Regions from separate parts of the Hordeum vulgare genome. Here region 2 is linked to region 1. Evidence: chromatin contacts called from public Hi-C data. All regions are on one chromosome and are shown on one strand. The core of a region is the stretch at or near the end of the contact, and the rest is flanking DNA. Distances in the headings are between cores, read along the strand shown.

Evidence for each region. Hi-C and Micro-C count contacts between places; a contact is called where the count stands out from the background.
Region 2: a Hi-C map of leaf shows a contact between it and region 1, with 2.5 times the contacts expected there. The contact joins two enhancer-like sites. A contact is called at or near these places in 2 of 6 Hi-C or Micro-C datasets (leaf and seedling).

The regions. Positions count from the first base shown.
Region 1 is chr2H:617,684,977-617,691,326 of MorexV3_pseudomolecules_assembly, reverse strand. No RefSeq gene overlaps it. Among protein-coding and RNA genes, the nearest start is that of LOC123430850, 49 kb to the right of the region's middle. Within about 2 kb of position 2,691, at least 3 of the 3 cell types and tissues checked have open chromatin away from gene starts, as enhancers often do. A contact at or near this core is called in leaf, where this site is marked.
Region 2 is chr2H:617,720,046-617,725,666 of MorexV3_pseudomolecules_assembly, reverse strand. No RefSeq gene overlaps it. Among protein-coding and RNA genes, the nearest start is that of LOC123427879, 75 kb to the left of the region's middle. Within about 2 kb of position 2,851, at least 2 of the 3 cell types and tissues checked have open chromatin away from gene starts, as enhancers often do. A contact at or near this core is called in leaf, where this site is marked.

The DNA of each region.
Region 1 (6,350 bases), core at 1,442-3,941:
TTCTCAAATTCTAGAGCCGTGCGAGCATCCTCATCTTCATCCTCGACGAATCATGTTGTGTATGATCACACAACATGTCATCACCTCACACAAGTTTTTCGATCCCATCTATACCTAATAATGAAGGGACTATTGCTTATAACAGTACGTCATGAAAATAACCCCTAATTTTTCAAAATATTACCCACCTATGTCACCTATAAGTGATAAAAGAATGTTTCACACACGAGAATCCTCCATCTAGGCCCGCCTATGCAGGAGGAACCTCTTATATTACGCTCGGCGCGCTATGAGAAGACTCAGCGCACCCATTTAGGCCGGCCCATTTCCTGGTGTTTTTCAATTTTATTTACTTTCTTTTCTATTTTCGTTTCTTTGTACTTTTAAAAATTCGAGACTTTAAAAAGTTTAGAAACTATTTTTTGAGAATTTTGAATTTAATTTTTAATAAAATATAAATTACTTTGGAATAAAAATGTTCGAGATTTTGTAATAAAATATTTGCTTATTCTAAAAAATGCGAAAATTTCAAAACAAAAGATGGTGAAATAAAATAATGTTCATCAATTTTTAAAAATTTTGCTTATTAAAAATGTTAATGAAATTGAAAAACATTTCTCCAATTAAAAAAAAAGTCCATGAATTAAAAAATATCATGAAAATTTTAAAACTGTTCGTGACTTACACTTTTTTATTCATTTATTTGATTTTTGCTGATTCAAAAAACGATCATTTATTTCAAAAAATGTTCGTTTAGTCAGGAAAATGTTCGTTAAACCAAAAAAATGTATGCGAACCTTAAAAAATCGTTCCACCAATTTAAAGTTTGTTATTTCGATTTTGAAATGTTCACCAATTCAAGAATATTGAAAATAATGTTCACAACTTACATTTTTTTTCCAAACTGTATAAAATGTTCATGAATTAAAAAAATATGCTTGGTTTTAGAAAATGTACAATAATTTCTAAATGTGTTCATGAATTTAAAAAATATCATGTTTGCAAATATGTGCATGATTTAAAAAAGATATTCTTGATTTCAAAAATTAGTGCAGCAAATGTGATCATGATCATTGAACATTATGATATTTTTTCCGTTACAATGCACGTGCCCTTTTGGTAGTTGTTTATCAAGTCCATGAACAACTATAAAACAGGCCTGCAGAACTCCAAATGCCCTCTTCATATCCTTCTAGCTACTTCTTGTCTTTAGGAAAGTGAGACTTTTTCTGACCAACTCGGTTAGAGATGGTGCTGAAAAAGATAGCCCACGGAGGATAGATACCGTCAGCCATATAATAGCCCATGTTGTACTCATGTCCATTCACAATATAGCGTCAAGGAGGAGCTTTCCCTTGAGTCAGCCTCGCAAACAACGATGATCACTGCAGCACATCGATGTCATTGTGAGTCAAGAGATCCCAGCAAACCTGGCCACCCTCTTGCTTGTTAGATTGTCAAGAGCCTATCGGTGTCTGCAGCAGTTGGTTCTCTCAGGCACTGAAGTCTAAACATCTCGACCACGACAGTCGCAAACCTGACCATGGCGTCTCCTTATGTGCTCTCAGACATCCATAGGTACCCATCCCACCAATCATCGGTCGTGGCATATGCAAGCGCCCGGAGTGTGGCCGTGCACTTAGAGCATCTATAGCCAGACTTGACAAATCCAACCCCCTATACGCCGCGTGCACGTCCGGGCACCCTCCCGGACAGCGCACATCCACATACCTCAAATGAAACCTTCAAATCCATGCAATCCATGAACATCAATCATCCGAGCCCGGCTGGAACGTTGGAGGTGAGGGAAAATTAGAGTTTCGACAGAGGTGTGGCATGGTGACCAGGGTGGTGGAGCGGCGGCGAAGGCAAGAGAGAAAGAAGGAAGGAAAGAAAATAGGGAGAATGGAGGCGCGGGTTCGAAAAGGGTTTTGGATGGGTCGGGGGTGTCGGAGTCCTACATGTATTATGCCTGGACTCCCGCAAAGTCTCACACGTTTGTCTCGGGTTTGCTAGAGAAAATACGTCCGAACCGCTCGACAGACCGATACATGTGTTGGATGACTTTCGCGGTTCGTACATCGCGGTCTAGACAGATGCGGGCGGTTTGAAGCTCAGTCTTAGAGATGTCCTAAGACCACCATATTTGTAGATCAAATAAAATTCACGTTCTGTTTATTCACCAATACCATGCTTTATTGCCAATTCAATTTTCCAACTTTGATTGCTGACACAATATGGCTCTTATGCACTTGTTGCAGTCCCTACCATTACATCGTAAAAATAGAAAGGCACAGCAACACACATCATCAATGTTCAACGATCTAGTGTCAAGCTGTAGCCTGTCGACAAGCAGGCGGAAAGAGTATATATTCAGCCATAACGAAGTCCAATCACCACCACCGATCCATCCATACTATGGATGGATGGTTAGCGTTCACCTTTACCATTCCTTGTCCGTGGCGAGACGTACGTCAGCCCGTCCGGCCGGCCGCCCTCGATCGCCCGCTTCCTGCGCCTCACGTCCGGCAACCAACCAACCAACATGGAGGGGCGAGGCATGGATAGTGGAAGCACATGCGGCCGCCTCGACGGGCGCGCCGCACGTGCGACAGTGTGAGTGACTGGCCTCACTGTCCAGCTAGCTCCACTCCACTCCCTCCTCTCCATGATGCTGCACGCACGCACGCACGCATGTAATGCTAGCTACTAGCTCCCGATCGAATATCTCGAGGGCCGGCAGCCATGGACCACGGCTGGGATCGATGGGACGCGCGCGCACGTGAACGCATATGCGATGCGCCGGTCACCGGCGGGCCACGCCGTCACGTGCCCGTACGCCCGCCCCGGCCCACTTCGTGCCGCAGCTGCCTCCGTCGACCGTCGACGGGCACGGGGGACTGCGATGATTGGTTCGCCGGAGCTAGCTCGCATGCATATGAGCATCCATCTTCCACGAGTCCAGGCATGTGAGCACCGGATCGACAGGGCGGGCGGCTGCTCGCTGCAGGCAGATCGATCGATCGAGCTGCCTGCGCCAAGAGTCAAATCAGTAGTAATTGCGTGCCCGTGGATGCATATGATCGACAAAGCTAGCCCTGTGTTATTTGTTTATATGTGGCTATGTGCGTACCTGAGATCTAAGACGATCGATGTTGATCGAAATGAGCTTAACTAGGGTAATTTTTTGGGGTTAATCGTGTCCTGGGTAAGCTGCTATTTTCAGAGAGGTCATAGCACAGGACTACTGATTAATTATTGACCATAGATTCCACTAGCTGAGAATCAGTCATGGATCCATCGACGTCCATATACCAAACCACTACTTTTTACTGGTAAATGAAATCAAACGCCACATCTGGGGCCATGAATAAACTAGATTAAGGAAATCTACCTGGATATGACGACTGAGGGGGATCGATCGATCGGGGAGATAGATTTGACATGACAAATTAACCATTTGATTAAGCCACTGGATTATGGAGTTGAAAAGGGCGACAATCAATCATCATCAATCACAAGGGGTGTTTATCATATATGTACTGCACAAGCAACTCTTGGTCGGTTAATATTTTTTCTCGCCCTTAAAAATACTCCTAGACATACTCCTTTAGTTAGGTCAACACTCTTTGTGGCATAAGAGCTTCTATCATCCTCCCATTTGCACCCCCATTTGCCGTCCGATGCCGTCACTTTACATATTCGGGGCCCATATGCGATAGCTGCTAATACATACAATATTGGCCCTAATAGGTGTAGTGCTTATCTTTAGTTACCATTTTGTTAAAGGTTTCCACCCTGGCAAAGATGCCGTTGAGCCCTAAACTATTAGCGTGAGATCATCGCTCATTGGCTCGTGTTAATAGTGGCTAGCTACCTTCAAGTGGCGACATGATTAGGTGAGGCGCCTCCCAGCAAACAAAGTCTTCGTGGAATCTTTATTTTCTTTATTTCTCTTTGTTTCGGTTGTCCAGATAAACTATAACATATATGTTGTGTAGATGCGCTCTTGGTCTCCAATTACTTCATGGATATGCGCTACAGTATGCATCGTGTATAAGTGATTCCTCTTTTCAGTAAAAAGCATACATGCGTACATGTAGTGGCATATATATGTGATAGCTACGTACACCGTGATAAAGCATTAGTGCATGTGCCTCTCCTGCAAATGCAAACCACCAATAATTTTCTCTCAACTGCTGCAAAAGTCTAAGTTCAAACTTAACTCTACATCAAATATTGCTCGCAAGCTTCAAAACTATCACTAGTAGAAAAAGGGGCTTCCGTCCCAGCTCAATTTACACATTAGTCCCGGTTCCATTACGAACCGGGACTAATATTAGCATTAGTCCCGGTTCGAACGGCAAGGGCGCCGGTCGGTCATTAGTCCCGGTTCAAAAGGGACCTTTAGTCCCGGTTCGTGTCTCGAACCGGGACTATTTTCCTGTTTTTAAATTTTATTTCTGTTTGTAGTTTCTGTTTTAAATTGCTTATATCTTTTAGGATATTTAATTTTTTTTGAGTGATTCTTTTTTGCATTAGATTCAAAATTTTGTCTAGTTTCTGTTTGTGCAATTAGTTTTTAAATTTGAATGGTTTAAATTTGAATTTGTTCAAATTTGCTTCAAACCCAAATTGTGAATAACTTGAGTTTACAAATAGTTTTTAATTTAATTCTTTTTTCTCCTAGTCATCTGTTAGATCGTTATCACAGAAAGATTTATTTGGTTATTTTTAGAATAATTTAAATTTTGATTTTAATTAAAACAATATTGTTTTGCTTATATAGTTGTTTTAGTCATTTAATTGTTGTTTTTTATTATTTTTAGTTAGTACTTTCTGTAGATTTTAACATGTTATAGTATGGTGCATATTGAATGCATATTGAATTCAACCTTTTCAGAGTTCATTTGTAGTGCTTTTCAATTTCAGGGTCAATTAGCTCAAAAAAGTAAGTAAATGCATGAAAAATACCAAATGAAGTCAGAAAATATTGAAAATTTATGATGTGGCTTTAAATGGTGTATTTTAAACACACAAAAAGTATGGAGTTCAAATAAGTTCAAAAAAATGAAATCCCTTTGCAATAGATGAGTTTTCGTTCGAAACCCTGATACTTCGAAAGAGATTGTTTATTTTGTACACGAAGTGCATCCAGTTTTTGACGTAACCCTCTCAACTTTTTAGCACATGCTATGTGGAAGAAATGATGATACGATGCCAAGTTTCAACCTTTTCAGAGTTCATTTGTCGGGCTTTTCAATTTCAAGGTCATCTAGGTCAAAAAATCATTAAATGCATGAAAAATAGCAAATGAAGTTATAAATGGTCGAAATTTAGGATGTGGTTTTGAATGGTTTATATTGAATGCACAAAATGCATAAAATGTCTGAAGTTGAAATAAGTAAAAAAATAAAATATCTTTCTAGCAGATGGGTTTTCGTCCGAAACCGTGATACTTCGAAGGAGATGGTCCAGTTTGTACACGAAGTGCATCCAGTTTTTGTCGTAACCCTCTCAACTTTTTAGCACAAGCTATGTGGATGAAATGATGATACCATGCCAAGTTTCAACATTTTCACAGTTCATTATAGTTCTTTTCAATTTCAGGATCATTTAGCTCAACATAGCAAATAAAGTTAGAAAGGGTTAACTCTGGCTTGGTTAACCTTAGTTGTGATTCTGGCGGGGACGGTGCTAGCAAATGTAGTTGACGGGTATGATTGGACTCTTGGATAAAGGGAGATTCTAAAATTTTTAAAGTCTGCTACCCTCCCTGGACCGTCTTTTTTTAGTTTTGTAGAAAATAAACAAAAATGCTAAAATCTTCAAAAAATAAAATCCTTTGAGATGTAGTTAGGTTTTAGTGCCTAGTTGGTATAAAAATTTTGAGATATGAATTTTGACCGTTTTTTCAAAAAAGGGAAAAATGTAAAACGGCCATAACTTTTGCATACGATGTCAAAAAAAAAAGTTTAATATATAAAAAAAAACTAGAGAAAATTGGGAATCGATTTCACCGGGGCTTGCCCGATGAAGTTTTCTCAGATGCTCAAATTTCCAAATGTAAAAAAAGTTATGGCAAAAAGAAGTTTTTTCCACAAAAATAAGAAAAAATAATTTTATTTAAAATCTTTAGGTTGTTTTCATTGAAATTCACTATTATTATTACTTATTTTGTTTATTTTAATAATTGTTTGAATTCAAAAAATTAAATCATGTGACATGACATCAAACCCTAGGTTGTTTAGGATTGATAGCTTACTATTGTCAGGAGAACAACAAGTGCAGACTTGGCAACTAGGGGCGATAGAACCAGGAAGTTAAGCGTGCTCGGGCTGAAGCAGTGA
Region 2 (5,621 bases), core at 1,602-4,101, 34 kb before region 1:
AGGGTTCATATTTTCGCTATTGCAATCTCTCAACAATGCTAACATAATAGAATCATATCATCATCCCTCAATGTGCAAGAAAGAATCACTCCAAAGTTCCTATTTAAATTGGTTTGGGTAGTAGAACCACCTCAAAGTTATTCTTTCTGATCAATCTGAGCTAATCATATAAGTGTCACAAACAGTGTAACGCCCCGGACACATCCGTCGGCGGTCGTTACTACTGACAGGATCTAGAGTGGCCCCACGTATCAATACTAGTTTTTTTTGCACACTTTGTCCTCACTCATGTGCATCCGGGATCAACTTCCTAGTCGGTCACCCATCCTAGAACTACTCCAAGCCAAGCACGCTTAACGTGGGAATTCTGTTCGAATGGGCTCCCAAAAAGAAGGAATTCATTATTGATATGAGTAGTCTATCATCCCTAATAAGTCAGGCTATCACAAACATCACTAGAATTTGTAGTAGAATAACACCCATGATACTATCAATCAACCCTAATGTCACCTAGATAATCCAATGTCACCTCAAGTATCTGTGGGTAAATTATGCGATATGCATCAACTAATTCCAGATCTATCATATTCAATCCAACACAAAGAACTTCAAGGAGTACCCCAAGATTTCTATCGGAGAACGTAATATGAAAGCATGCAATCAACCCCTATGCATAGATCCCCAAGGTTACCAGAATCTGCAAGTTGATGCCATAACATATATCAAGTGAATCACTTGAATACCCCAATGTCACCATGGGTATCTGCATGCAAGACATACATCAAGTGTTCTCAAATCGAAATATTCAATCCAACATATCAAGATCTTTACGGAAAAGGTCAATTCATCACAACAAGGTAGCAAGGGAATAACATCATATGATCCAACTAGATTAACATGGTATGTGATACGTCAAGATCATGCCATCTCAAGAACGAGAGAGAGAGAGAGATAACATAGCTACTGGTATATACCCTCGTCCCCTAGGTGAAATACTATATGGCATTGTAGGATATCGGTTATTTTTGTTGGATAATTCAACAAATGTGGAAATCTGATTTGTAAGTAAAGTTTACGGTCTTAAGTACTTCCTCCGTTCTTAAATATAAGTCTTTTAAGAGATTTCATTAGGGGTCTACATACGAAGCAAAATGAGTGAATCTACAATCTAAATTATGTCTATATACATCCGTATGTAATCTATTAGTGAAACCTTTAAAAAGACTTATATTTAGGAACGGAGGGAGTAGCATTTTGTGAATGCTATCTTTCCTGATCCGAGTCCGTTCCATTACCATATGCATGTGGTACATGATCGTTCCTGATCCGAGTCCGTTCCATTACCATACGATATCCGGTAAAATGCTATTGGACGCATACGGAGAACGATCCAGCGATGTCATATGGCCGGCCAATTAACGTTTGCTTCAATTCCGTTTTTGTACGTTCCCAGAACCGTTCTCTTTTAGTATCAGTTTTTTCTTTTTTCTTTTATCTTTTTTATGTTTCTGTTTCTTTTTTCCTTTTCCTTTTCCTTTTTCTTTTTTTTTATATTTTTCCAAGGTTATTTATCTTTTTTTAAATAAGTTATGTTCAAAAATGTTTCTTTAAATTCAATTTTTTTGTCTTTTAAAGCAACGTTATAAATTCCAAATAGTTGCCGTTTTTACAAAATTCAAAACTCAAATAATGTTCGAGATTTAAAAAACATGTTCGGTATATAAAAAATGTTCGGTATTTTAAGAAAATGTTGGGTAGTTTTAATAAAATGTTCGACATACTTTAAAAAAAATAAACTAAGTTCATGTTAGCAAATTGTTATTAAATTTTGAAAAATATTCTTGCTTCTAAAAAATATTCCAAAACATTTTTCATAAGTTCAAAAAATGTTCTGGTTTTTTAAAAACTGTTCTTGTTTTAGAAAATGTTTCTTGTTTTTCAAAAAGTGCTCTTGTTTTTCAAAATTTGTTCTCAAGATACAAAAAAAAATCATGTTTTCAAAAACTGTTTGCGTTTTTTAATTTGTTTAAGATTTTTAAAAATTGTTCCTATTTAAAACATTTCTTCTCAAGATTCAAAAAATGTTCGTGCTTTAAAAAATTGCTCGCACTTCCAAATTTGTTCAGGATTTCACAAAATTGTCCTCCGTTTCATAATTTGTTCTTAATATTCAAAAAAGTTCATGCTTTAAAAAATTGTTCGCGCTTCCAAATTTGTTCAGAATTTTTCAAAAAATTTCTCTTTTTTAAAATTTGTTATCAAGATTGAAAAAATGTTTGTGGTTGAAAATATTGTTCGTGCTCTCAAATTGGTTCTCCATTTTATGAAATGTTCATGTTTTGAAAAAATGGATGGGAAATTCAATATTTGTTTGTTGTCATAAAATTTTGTTATAAATTAGGTTTTTTTAAAATGTTTTAAAAAAAATTAGGTTTATAAAATGTTTAAAAAAGAATTAGGTTTATAAAATTACTCAAAATTTTGTGTGAGTTTTCCAAAAAAATTATTAGCATTATTTAAAAATTATTTGCCAGCTGATTTAATTTGTAAAATAAACTTTTTAAATTTTACAATTGTTGTAGAGACCACCACAGTTACCTTGTAAATGTTTTTTTAAAACATATGTATTTAAGATGAGATATATATAGGAGAACCACTAGCCAGCTCCGAAACAGTACAAATAGGAGAGCCAGCAACAAAATGGTAGCCACCTCCAAAACAGCAGTGAAACAGAACAAACGTACAGAAACAGCTCAACCAGGAACGAAAACACGGGAAAGCCCAGAAAGGGCCGCTAGTCGGCTGCTCTGTGCGAAGCTCCAGCTGTTGGACGCAGAGTGGTTCAAATCGGAGCTCACCTGCTTAGATAAACCTATTTGACGCTCACTGCCTCAAACTATCGAGTTTTCGTACCCCTCTAGCGCGAGAATTGGAACAGTCCACTCCCCATAGCCAGGCACCCAGTCTTCGGAACCTACCAGATTGTTCCCAAAACCGTTTTTTTCTGTTTACTTTTTCATTTCTTTGTTTTGCGATCTTTTCTAAGTACATATTTCTTGATTTTCAGAATTTTCATTTTTTACATTTTTCTTTGTTTTATGTTTATCTTTTTTTTTTAAATTGTTTGTTTAAAAATTGGAAAATGCTCGTGATTTTGAAATATTTTTGCCTATTTGAAAAAATGTTTGTTTTTTCAACTTTTTGCATAATTTCATAAAGCGTTCATGATTTTCATAAAAAAATCGCATGTTTGAGAAAATATTTCAGTTTTTTATTTTTATGTTGAGAAGTTCAAAATTGTTCCTCATTTTTCAAATTTCGTTCCAAAGCTCAGACAATGTTCATGATTTTTCGTAAAACATTTGCATTTTCTAAATATTTTTTAAATTTTGAAAAAATGTTCTTTGCTTTTTTAAAATTCTCCTTTTATAAACTAAAAAAAATTCGTAATTTTATTTTTTTTGCCTATTTGAAAATTTGTTTTCTTTTCCAGCTTCTGATCTTGGTTTCCTTAATTGCTGAGATGTTCAAAAAATGATTTTTTTTTCAATTTTGGTCATAATTACATAAAATGTTCATGATTTTCATAAAAAGTTCATGATTTGTCTGGGTTTCTAAAAATGTCGAGAAGTTGAAACTTGCTCATCATCTTTCAAATTGTGTTCACCCATTCAGAAAATGTTCATGATTTTTTAAATAATATTTGTATTTTTCTAAATTTTGTCCACATTTTTAGAAAATGATCTTCGTTTTTTAAGAATTGTTTGTGTACAAATTTTAAAAAGGTTCATGTTTTTTATTTTTTTTACCTATTTGAAAAAATGCCTGTCTTTTCTGAATTTTGTTATTGTTTCTCAAATTTCTCAGATTTTCAATTTTGTTTTCGCAATTTTTCTATGGGTTTCTCATAGTGTTGAGAAGTTGAAAATTGATCCCTATTTTTCAAAAAAAATTCACTAATTCAATAAATGTTCGCGATTTTTCAAATAATCTTTGCATTTTCAAACTTTTTTTGAAATTTTCAGAAAAATTCATCTGTTGTTATTATATTGTATGTTTACAAACTGAAAAAATGTTCGTGATTTTCATAATTTTTTTGCCTATTTGAATAAATGTTTCGCTTTTCCAACTTTTGCTCTGTTTCCTAAGTTGCTCAGCTCTTCAAAAAATGTTCTTCTTTTTCAAGTTTGTTCATAATTCAGTAAGATGTTCGTGATTTTCTCAAAAAGTTCACGCGTTTGAACAAACCTTTCATTTTTGTAACTTTTTTTGGGTTTAAAAATGTTTAGAAGTTGAAAATTATTGTCCATTTTCCAAATTTTGTTCACAAATTCAAGAAAGTTTGTAATTTTTGAAATAATTTTGCATTTTCAATGTTTGGTTCACATTTTCAAAACTATTCCGGTTTCTTTTCACATTTGTAGTCAAATTTCAGAAAATAAAAAGGCAAAAATAACAATTTGTTTTTGCCTAATTTCAATATTTGTTCAAAATTTCCAAAAATGTTTGGAATTTAAAAATGGTGCATGTTTTCAAAAAGTGTTTGAGAGTTTTGGAATTTGGTTCATGTTCTAAAATTTAATTTTTCTTCGCAATGCTAAAAAATATTATGAATTTCCAAAGAAAAATCCTAAATGTTTCGAGTTCAAATTTTTGTTCACATTTTCAAAAAAATGTTCAGAATTTAAAATTGTGTGTTGGTTGAAAAAAAGTTAAGTTTAGCTCCTCTTGCTAAACATATCTTGGAATTTATAAATTTGATCGTGTTTCCAGAAATGTGGAGTTTTAAATTGAAGTAAATAGAAAATAGGAAAAAGAGAAAAAAAAACAAATTACGCCCTCTACCTTACGAAGCGTACACAAACGTCCTCTTCGTTCCCTCGCGAAACAAAAGAAACAAAAAACGGGCCAAAAAAGCCCGCCAAGGGGAGCCTGTGTGCGAAGCAACTATTACTTGACGCAGTAAGCCTGACATAGGAGCTCCTGATATCTGTATTCAACACAATTTAATATTCTAATTTACATCTGCATCACTTTCATCACGCTTCCGAATCAAAAAATAATATGGATTAGGATATGGTATGAGTATTATTTGTCATATTCTAGGGCCAACATTGGGGGCGTGACATGAGCTCGTCTTCTATTCTTTGAGTGTTGAATATCCCTTGCGCGCTCGTCGTTGTGTCTCCTTGGTCATGTGGAAGAAATAAAATGTTGGATAACTTTCAATTTTATCCTATTAAAAAAACTAATATTTTTTAATAGTCATGAACTAAAAACATTGATAATTTTTAGAATGATACTTGTGATTTTTCAAAATATCCATGAATTCTAAATTGTGAAGGAAATAAAAATCATTCTAGAACTTTAATAATCAATCGTTGAAGGAAAAATATGATCAACATTTTTAAAAACTTTTGGGAATTTAAAAGCTTCATGAATTTATAATTATTCTTTTTGAAAAGAAGTGTTTCATAAATTTTAAAATACACGACAAGAAAAAGGAGCCTAGAAACCAAGTGGATAACGAAAACTGAATAGAAAATAGAAAGTGTGAAAGGGAAAAAAGGACCCAAAATATTGTAGACCCCATACCAAATCAGAAACAAGAAAGAAGAAAA